3 separate regions of the Sus scrofa genome follow, and all the other regions are linked to region 1. Evidence: chromatin contacts called from public Hi-C data. All regions are on one chromosome and are shown on one strand. The core of a region is the stretch at or near the end of the contact, and the rest is flanking DNA. Distances in the headings are between cores, read along the strand shown.

Region 1 (2,700 bases), core at 6-2,505:
TTGTCACAGATCACCACCTGGGCGCCACTTTCCACTGCGAATAGACAGGGAATAGGTTAGCCCTGCAGAGACCTTGGTGAAGATCTCTGCTGCCCTCTGTGGCCACCCGGAACAGGGCCGTTCCCCCCCCACCACCGCCCCAGCTCTGTTCCCCTCGTGACCCCAAAGTCTCATGATGATCCCGTAGGGCAAAAGGCAGAAGCCTAGCCTTCTCCTTGGCTATTCCAGGTGACTTCTGGGGCTCCTGAGTCTCCATCCCTGGGTTCTAGAGTAAACCCTAAACCTCCAAAAGACATATTCCTTCAACCACCACCCCCGGCCCCCCATTCTGTAGCAATAGCTGAGACCCAGAGAAAGGGAGTCAATGGCATTTGAAAATCCGCCGCAATCTCAGGCCCCAGGCCACCTCTGCCTTCCCTTCGTTAACTTTGCAAATTGGATTTTACGAGACAAGAATCTAGATTCCAGTACAGAAGATACTTCGTCCCACACCCATTAGCCCCCGGGTCCCTCCGCTCCCAGACTCCACTGTTCAGAGCCGACCAGACCCCACTCACCGAAGGCTCGGACGATCCCAGCTCCGATGCCGCGCCCGCCCCCCGTCACGATTACCACCTTCCCGGCATAGCGCGTTCCCGTTGCCATCCCGCGTCAGAAGGTCTCCTTCGGCCACTCACTCACACTCACTCGAGGCTTCTATCCCCCTCTGAAGTCCGGTGAGGTCTTGGGGTCGAACCATAAATAGGGGCTGGATCCTGAAGCCCGGCCCCGGGGGCGTTGCCAGGAAAGCCAGAAGCCTGGAACTTGGCCCCAGCCCCCTCCTCCCTCAGACCCAGGAGGCCGGTCCCCCAACCCTCAAACTCGGGATTCCTGGAGTCCGGCCCCCTCTGCCGGACCTTGGACTCCAAAGTCCAGGTCCCGGGTCCTCTCTTCCTTCAGACCCAGGAATCCAGGTCGCCGGCCCCCTCCTCCCTCAGACTCAGTAATCCAGACCTCGAGCTCCCCCCGTTCCTCTGACACACAAAGCTGAGTCCGCTGTCCCCTCCTCCCGCGGGACCCAGGAGTTCACCACTCCAGCTCTACCTCTTCGAGACACCGGTGTCACAACTCCAAACAGACAGAAAGTTATCGACTAAGAGTTCAATGTTTTAATCCAAATTTGGACAAGTATTGGGAAAATCAAACTTTGGCCAAAGTAGCCACTCCTCGGCCACCGGGAGGGGACCAGATCACGCCCTCAGGTGAGGGAAGAGGCTCCATCTGTCCCGGAAGTACCTCCGGGACACGCCCTCCAGCTCTGATTGGCTGCCCTGCTTGGGCGGGTCAGAAGCTGGACTGTAGCAGCGTGACTCTCAGAGGCCACGCCTCCTCGTCTGGGGTTAGCGCGGGAGGGGCGGTCCCGGAATCCCAGGTCGGCTCCCAAGAGGCCGGGCCTGCGTCGCGCCCAGTCCCTCGGTGGGAGAACCCCGTGGAGTGGGAACTGGCCACTGGAGGAGATCTTGGGGGCGAGGACACGCAGGGCGTGGGATCTGACGGAGGTGGCGACGCAGGGGGAAGAGGGTCTCCTCGAGAGTCCAAACTGCCACCTGGAGAGGACGGACGGAGAACGAGAATGGCAAACTTTGGGACCCAGAAGTCCCGACACCCAGGACTTTCCTCTCAAACCTAGGAGTCCAGGCTCCCCGTCCTCTCCTCCCCAGACACGGCAGTCCTGGGATCCAGTCCCCTCCTACTGGGGTCTGGAACCCCCAAGCCCTGTCCAGCTCTTTCTTTACCAAGGCAGAGGGTTTCTGGCGGTCGTCGGACCCCCCTCCCCACCAGGACCTAGGATTCCGGGCCTCCAGACTCCCTCTTCCCTAACACCCAGGAGCCCAAGGTCCCCAGCCCATTCTCACCTGTCATCATTCGGTGCCACTGTGACGCCTCAGCAGCCAAGGCTTGAGAGAGGCTGAGAACTCGCTCCCGGTGACCCTCAGATGTTGGTAAATAAGGGGTCGTGTTCCTCGGACTAGAAAAAAGAAGATGCAGGGGTGGCCTTGAATAATTTGCCTGTAAGGTGAGGACCACGGTGCAGAGCGTGTCCTTCTGGGAGTTGTAGTCCCTAGCATATGGCTCTAAAGGATTTTGAACAGGGCGAGACCCTCTTTTTAAGTCTGCGTGCATTATGGGATCTGTAGTCCAATTGCCCGAAAACTTCCCGACAGAGGAGCAGAGTTTGACAGCAACGGTGGAACCGCTGTGAACTAGGGCTTTCTCATTCCCCAGGAATTCAAGCGTCTCTGAAATGTTCTGCCATCCATACCCTGGTACTCAAGAGTACTCAGGAGACATTAATACTTAATGCTACTCCTCACCCTTTTGTTGACTTTCTTGCTTCTAGTTTGGATCTCCAATTCCTTACCTGCTCCAGGACCCAGAGCTTCTGAGCCATTTCTGGCTCCTGAGTGTCCCAGGGCAGGCTGCAAAGGAATTGGAGCATTAGAATTCCTCCCCCAGGAAGCCCTCACGTCCTCATTTTGAGGATGAAGTGAAGGAGCTTAGCGAAGAGAGAAAATTGCCCCCCCCCAAACATGGCAAATGTCTTTTTTTTTTTTTTTTTGTCTTTTTTGTCTTTTGTCTTTTTGTTGTTGTTGTTGTTGTTGTTGCTATTTCTTGGGCCGCTCCCGCGGCATATGGAGGTTCCCAGGCTAGGGGTTGAAT
Region 2 (3,011 bases), core at 135-2,634, 43 kb after region 1:
TGGAGGTTCTCAGACTAGGGGTTGAATCAGCATCCTCCTGAATACTATTCAGATTCCTTTCCACTGAGCCACAACGGCCCCCACCAGTTCTGAAGCTCTTTCTTGAAGCACTGACCTGTCTAGAATCCAGGACTCAGACATCCCAGGCCCCTCCTGTCTCTGGGCTCCAAGCCCCCCCACTTCCTCTCTCAGACCCAGGAGGCTTCATCTGTAGCTCCCTCCCTTTAGGTAGGACCCAGAAGTCCAGGCCCCTAGCTCCTTCCTGCAAGGCTGGTGAAGAGCTGAGTGGGTGTGGGCATGCTCAAACTCTGAGTTCCCTCTTGCACCCCCATCTCCACCCCTGTCCATTCCATTTTCCCACTTACTTTCTCTTCCATGTACTATTCTCCTGAGACATTCTGGAGAAGCAAAACAAGCAGTCAGACCCAACATCCCAACTCTGTCTTCCAACACCTGATCTTAAATTTTAAATTTTCTCCTGGACCCAGGTAGCCACAAGTCCAGCACCAACATTTGTTAGGGACCCGGCAGCCTGATTCCAGCTGTCATCACTATCAGCAACCCAGGATTCCAGTTTTCTCTTCCCCAAATAACTATCTCCTATACCCGGGCATGGGAACTCAGGACTCTTTGGCTCGAAACACCCCACCCCCAGTGACCCCAGACCCCCTGCACCCACCTGCCTGGGATCCTGGAGACTCCCTCTGTTCCTCTCCTGCCTGGTGAGGCTTTTCACTTTTGCACTTCAGCGTCTTGCCCCTCAGGCAAATTTCTGAACATACCTGACCCTGTCTTTGGGAGCCGGGGAGCTAATGGAGCTAATCTCTGGGTCTCTAGGAAGTAAGCAGGGGAAAAAAGAGGGCTCAGGAGGTGGGAGGGGGATTCCCACTGAGACCTGCCCTAATCCCTTCCCTCCTGGCTCCCCACCCTCCACTTCTAACAAAGCAATGACTCTGGGTCTTTGCTGCAACTAGGCAACCCTGCGCCAGGGGTTCTGAATTGGAAACGCATGCAGGTGTTCCTTAAAGGGACCTGACAGAGGTTGTGTCGCAGACTCGCTCTACGCGCCTCTCTTAGAAAAGAAACGTACAACGTGACCTCTGCCAGTTACTACCTATCTGTAATTTACAGCCAATTCTCGGGGAGAAAATAAATGAGAAAACTACAACTCCCATGAGGCAGAGGGGCCAAAATGTCCGCCAAAGTGGACTCCTTTTCGTCCCGCCCGCAGGGCGTTGTAGTTCTCTTTGAAAATCTCCGTTCTTTGGCCTAAAAAGCAGGAAATGTGACGTCAAGAGGTAGGGCTTCCGAGCCAGAAGCCTAGGCTTTCGAGAAAAGGCCAGCGACTTCCACAGGGGCGGGGCCGCTAGACAGCTGCCCCCGGGAACCTGGCGCCAGCGTGGACCAATCAGGCTGCTGAGGGCGGGTCCTCTGCGGGAAAGTGGGCACGGCCTAGGGGGGAAATCACCAAGAACGCACCGGAGGTCCTGGCTCGGGAAAACGCCCTCTGCAGCGAAGGAGAGGTGAGGGGCTTGAAGGATCCTAGACGCTTTCTTGGGTCTTGGGGACAAGGGAGGCGGGGGACCAGAGTTTCGGAGGAAGACGGGCTGGGCACCAGTGCCTCTAGATCCTGGGAAGAGAGGAGGCTGGGGGCCTGGACCTTTGGGTCTGGGGAAAGGGGATTGAGATCCCAAACTCCTGAGTCTCAGCGAAGAGGATGCCGGAAGCCAGGACGCCTGGGTCTGAGGAGGGGAAGGCTGGGACCTCGGAATCCTGGGTCCGAGGAAAGGAGAAGCTTTGAGTCTTGACTCTTGGAAGGAAGGCAGGGAGCGGCGCTGGGGGTCCAGACTCCCGGGTCTAGGGGAGGAGGAGGCTTGGGACAGACATTTTCCACCTCTCCGTTCCCCGCAGACCACGCAGCCATGCCACCCTATGGGACCCTTACAGCCCTCCTACTCCTGCCACCTCTGCTGCTGCTGCACGCTGTTCTGGCCGTGCCCCTGGACCGGGGGGCGTCCAAGGAGGAGAATCCCGCGACCGAGAGCCCCGTGAGTGGCCCTGCCCTGCTTGCCAGCCAGGTGTTTGCAGTGGTACTACAATTCTCGCTCCCCCACCGTGGCCTCTGGGTGGCTACGGATGCGGCTTGGAGTTTCCCAGCCACTCTTTGCAGTCCCAGGGCTTTGACGTGGTGAAAAACATGGGGGCGGTTGTGTGTGTGTCTGTGTGAGATGCCTAAGTCCCTGACTTAGAAAATCAGTTTAGATTTTAGGTGAAAAATCTGCATCACCCTTAGTAAAAAAAACCTCTCCGCTCTTTTAAGACGCCCTCCCCTCAAGAAGGAATGGGGAGGGGGGAGAACTACATTTCCCAATAGCACCTTGAGCAGGTGGTGTTAGCTAACTGGCCTCATGGTACTCATGGGAGTTGTAGTTTAAATTATGATGGGCATGTACACTGCTCATTTATTCCAACGTGTGTTTATTAAACAGTGTGAAACCTTTGGTCTTAGGGAATTTGGAACTTTAAAGATCCTCAAGGCCAGTACCCTCACTTGTGACTCCTATAGCTGCCACTAGGAATGGGCACATCACTATCTCTGGAACAGATCGTGCCATGCTCTTGGGTGGCAGGTCCCCACCCAACTAGTGAGACCTTTGCTCTGTGAAATCGTTGCAGACACAGACGGGAAGCTGGTATCCTCTCTCCCTTCATTCTTTCCACACATTTCTTGAGCACCTTCTCTGAGCCAGGCACAGTGCCCCATGCCCTCACAGACCACCCTAGCTCGCTGGGAAGGCAAATAGCTGGGCCCTCTGAGAATGGACACCAGGAGTGATGGTCAAGGTGAAGGTATGGTCACTTGGGGTGAGATCTGAAGAGTGTGGAAGAATATTCCAGGCAGGGAGTTCCCTTCGTGGCTCAGAGGTTAACGAACCCGACTAGGATCCATGGGGATGTGGGTTTGATCCCTGGCCTCTCTCAGTGGGTTAAGGATCCGGCGTTGCCATGAG
Region 3 (2,960 bases), core at 69-2,568, 43 kb before region 1:
CACTGAGGAAGATAAGCTCTGAGATATCAGTGATTTAGGCAACTGATAATTTTTTTTCTTGTTCATGTCAAGTCCAATCAGCAGAGCGGAAGAAGGGCAGGACGCCAGGCTAACGGCAGCTGTGCTGTCTCTTTTTTTTTTTTTAGGGCTGCATCTGGGCCATATGGAAGTTCCCAGGCTAGGGGTCGAATCAGAGCTGCAGCTGCTCTTACACCACAGCCACAGCAATGCAGGATCCAGGCCGTATCTGTGACCTACCCTGCAGCTCACAGCAACGCCAGACCTTTAACCCACTAAGAGAGGCCAGGGATCGACCCTGCATCCTCATGGATACTAGTTAGGTTCGTAAGCCACTGAGCCACAACAGGAACTCATTAAACAAAGGTAGCTTAATGCCCATTACCTGGAAGACAGGGTTCCCAGAAATGGGCCAGTATGTAAAATTTAAGCTTATAGGTAACATCCCTTTAGTGATTAACTTGTATCGAAAGCAATAGAAAGCCAAAGTTAAAGAAATGTATCCAGGAGTTCCCGTTGTGGCGCAGTGGTTAACGAATCCGACTAGGAACCATGAGGTTGCGGGTTCGGTCCCTGCCCTTGCTCAGTGGGTTAACGATCTGGTGTTGCCATGAGCTGTGGTGTAGGTTGCAGACGCGGCTCTGATCCCGCGTTTCTGTGGCTCTGGTGTAGGCCGGTGGCTGCAGCTCCAATTGGACCCCTAACCTGGGAACCTCCATATGCCGTGGGAGCAGCCCAAGAAATAGCAAAAAGACAAAAAAAAAAAAAAAAAAAAAAAAAGAAATGTATCCAGTATGGAATCATATTTGTTCTTCCCTCTTACCCTAGCTGCTATGCCTTGGGGACCCCCCAGCAGCCTAAGGAGACACCATCAGACAGAGAACAGAATCCCCCAGCCAACAGCCATGTGAGCGATCTTAGAACTGACTCCTGAAGCCCCACTGAGGCTTCAGAGGACTGCAGCCCTGCCTGAGAGCTTGATGGAAACCTCATGAGAGACCCTGAGTCAGAATCCCCCCAGCTAAAGCTGTTCTGAATTCCTGGCCTTCAGAAACTATGTGAGGTAATCAGTATTTGTTATTTTAAGCTGTGACACATTTTTTTGTGGGGGCGGATTCATTACACAGCAATAGATAACGAATACACTAGCATCCATATCCAATCAGCAGGTGGAGAAGGGAGAGATGGACCCAATGAGAGCTTTTTAGAAACCAGGCCTGGAAGTGGAGCAGAGCTTCCTTGCTTGTATTCCATTGGCCAGAACCAGTCACATGACCCAACCTCCATGCAAGGAAGGCTGGGAAATGTAGTCTCTCCACAGGCACTATGGCCGTGGACCACAAATTCATGGGGCTCAGCTTATCTCCATCACCAACATTCTTCTGCCTGGAGAATTCCTCTCCATCACGTCACAGTTCAAATGTTACCTCCTTGAGGAGAACTTTCTCAACCTATTAGCTCACACCACTCTTCAACCACAACTCTCTCTGCTAAAGACTCCCTAAATTGGGGTTAGACTTGTGTTTGCTGCTAACCTGTATCACATCTGATTCTCGATCCATCCCCACAACCCTGCTTCCCGGGGCATCAAAGGTACGCTTCAGTATTGCTTCTGGGATTCCTTTCCCCCAAGTTTCTGATCTCCACCCGGCAAACTGCGAAGCTGGAACTTTTGATGTCCACACACATGCAGGCAATGAAAACTCGTAAGTCCCTACGAATTATAAGAGGCATCCCTGATGCAGAAATGTTAAAACCTGTTCTTCAATCAATGAAGCCGGCTCTACCAGATATTCTGCCTGTTTGATTCATTTTGCCCTTTCACGGCCTCAAGCTAGCAGGTGGCAGCTTTAACTAGGCAAGTTAGGGCTGTCAATTAGAGAGTTATTATTTTGAAAGAGCAGGAAAAAGTTCAACCGGCGGGGGTGGGGGTTGAAATCCATGTGGCTTATCACCAGAACTGTCAACATTACTTTTGTCAATGAAAGAAAAGGGAAAGCTGTTCAGTTAATTTTTAAACTTTTTATCTTGACATATCACAGAAATACACCATACATAAATAAAACTGAAATGTATAGCATATTAGTTCCCTAAGGTTGCTGGACCAAATTACGATTCGTTAGGTGCCTTGAAATAACACACACAAAAAATATTCTCTCACAGTTCCGGAGGTTAGAAGTCCAATCGCTGAATCTCGGATTGAAATCAAGGTATGGGCAGGGCGATGCTCCCTCTGGAGGCTCTTCTGGGAAGAATCTGTTCCTTAGCCTCCTCCGGCTTTTAATGGTTACCAGCACTCCGTGGCTTGTGGCCACAGGACTCCAATTTTTTTTTTTTTTTTTTTGTCTTTTTGCCATTTCTTGGGCCGCTCCCACGGCATATGGAGGTTCCCAGGCTAGGGGTCTAATGGGAGCTGCAGCTGCCAGCCTACGCCACAGCCACAGCAATGCCGGGTCCTTAACTCACTGAGCGGGGCCAGAGATCGAACCCGCAACCTCATGGTTCCTAGTCGGATTCGTTAACCACTGCGCCACGACGGGAACTCCCATAGGGCTCCAATTTTAAGACAAACCTCGTCCAGTCGGGCTCTGCTCCATTTATTATCTCCTCTCTCTTTAATTTTATGGCCACACCCAAGGCATATAGAAGTTCCCAGGCCAGGGACTGAATGAGCCACAGCTGGGGCCAAGGATCGAACACCTGCCCCTGCAGAGACCCAAGCCACTGCAGTTGGATTTTTTAATTTTTTTGTCTTTTGTCTTTTAATTTTTTAATTTTTTGTATTTTTTGGTCTTTTAGAGGCCGCACCTGCAGCATATAGCGGTTCCCAAGCTAGGGGTTGAATCGGAGCTACAGCCACCAGCCTACACCACAGCCACAGCAACGCCATATCTGAGCCTTGTCTGTGACCTACACCACAGCTCACAGCAATGTCGGATCCT

Evidence for each region. Hi-C and Micro-C count contacts between places; a contact is called where the count stands out from the background.
Region 2: a Hi-C map of liver shows a contact between it and region 1, with 1.6 times the contacts expected there. The contact joins the promoter of NUCB1 here to the promoter of HSD17B14 in region 1. A contact is called at or near these places in 15 of 47 Hi-C or Micro-C datasets (blood, embryonic fibroblasts, epiblast stem cells and 7 more) and 2 of 2 datasets of contacts at active chromatin or transcription factors (alveolar macrophages and skeletal muscle).
Region 3: a contact with region 1 is called in a Hi-C map of liver, with 1.9 times the contacts expected there. The contact joins the enhancer-like site here to the promoter of HSD17B14 in region 1. A contact is called at or near these places in 6 of 47 Hi-C or Micro-C datasets (embryonic fibroblasts, fetal heart ventricle, fetal liver and 2 more) and 1 of 2 datasets of contacts at active chromatin or transcription factors (alveolar macrophages).

The regions. Positions count from the first base shown.
Region 1 is chr6:54,142,888-54,145,587 of Sscrofa11.1, forward strand. HSD17B14 (17-beta-hydroxysteroid dehydrogenase 14) reads right to left here and starts at 1,256. Exons shown (of 10, transcript XM_021094705.1): 1 at 1,084-1,256; 2 at 558-723; 3 at 1-34. The coding sequence starts at 645. PLEKHA4 (pleckstrin homology domain-containing family A member 4) reads right to left here. Exons shown (of 21, transcript XM_013998606.2): 18 at 2,441-2,459; 19 at 2,402-2,438; 20 at 1,896-2,008; 21 at 1,129-1,586. The coding sequence ends at 1,324.
Region 2 is chr6:54,185,770-54,188,780 of Sscrofa11.1, forward strand. NUCB1 (nucleobindin 1) reads left to right here and starts at 1,385. Exons shown (of 13, transcript NM_001244488.1): 1 at 1,385-1,523; 2 at 1,912-2,048. The coding sequence starts at 1,923.
Region 3 is chr6:54,099,618-54,102,577 of Sscrofa11.1, forward strand. No RefSeq gene overlaps it. Among named protein-coding and RNA genes, the nearest start is that of FGF21, 18 kb to the left of the region's middle. Within about 2 kb of position 1,319, at least 14 of the 83 cell types and tissues checked have an H3K27ac peak or open chromatin away from gene starts, as enhancers often do. A contact at or near this core is called in fetal liver and liver, where this site is marked.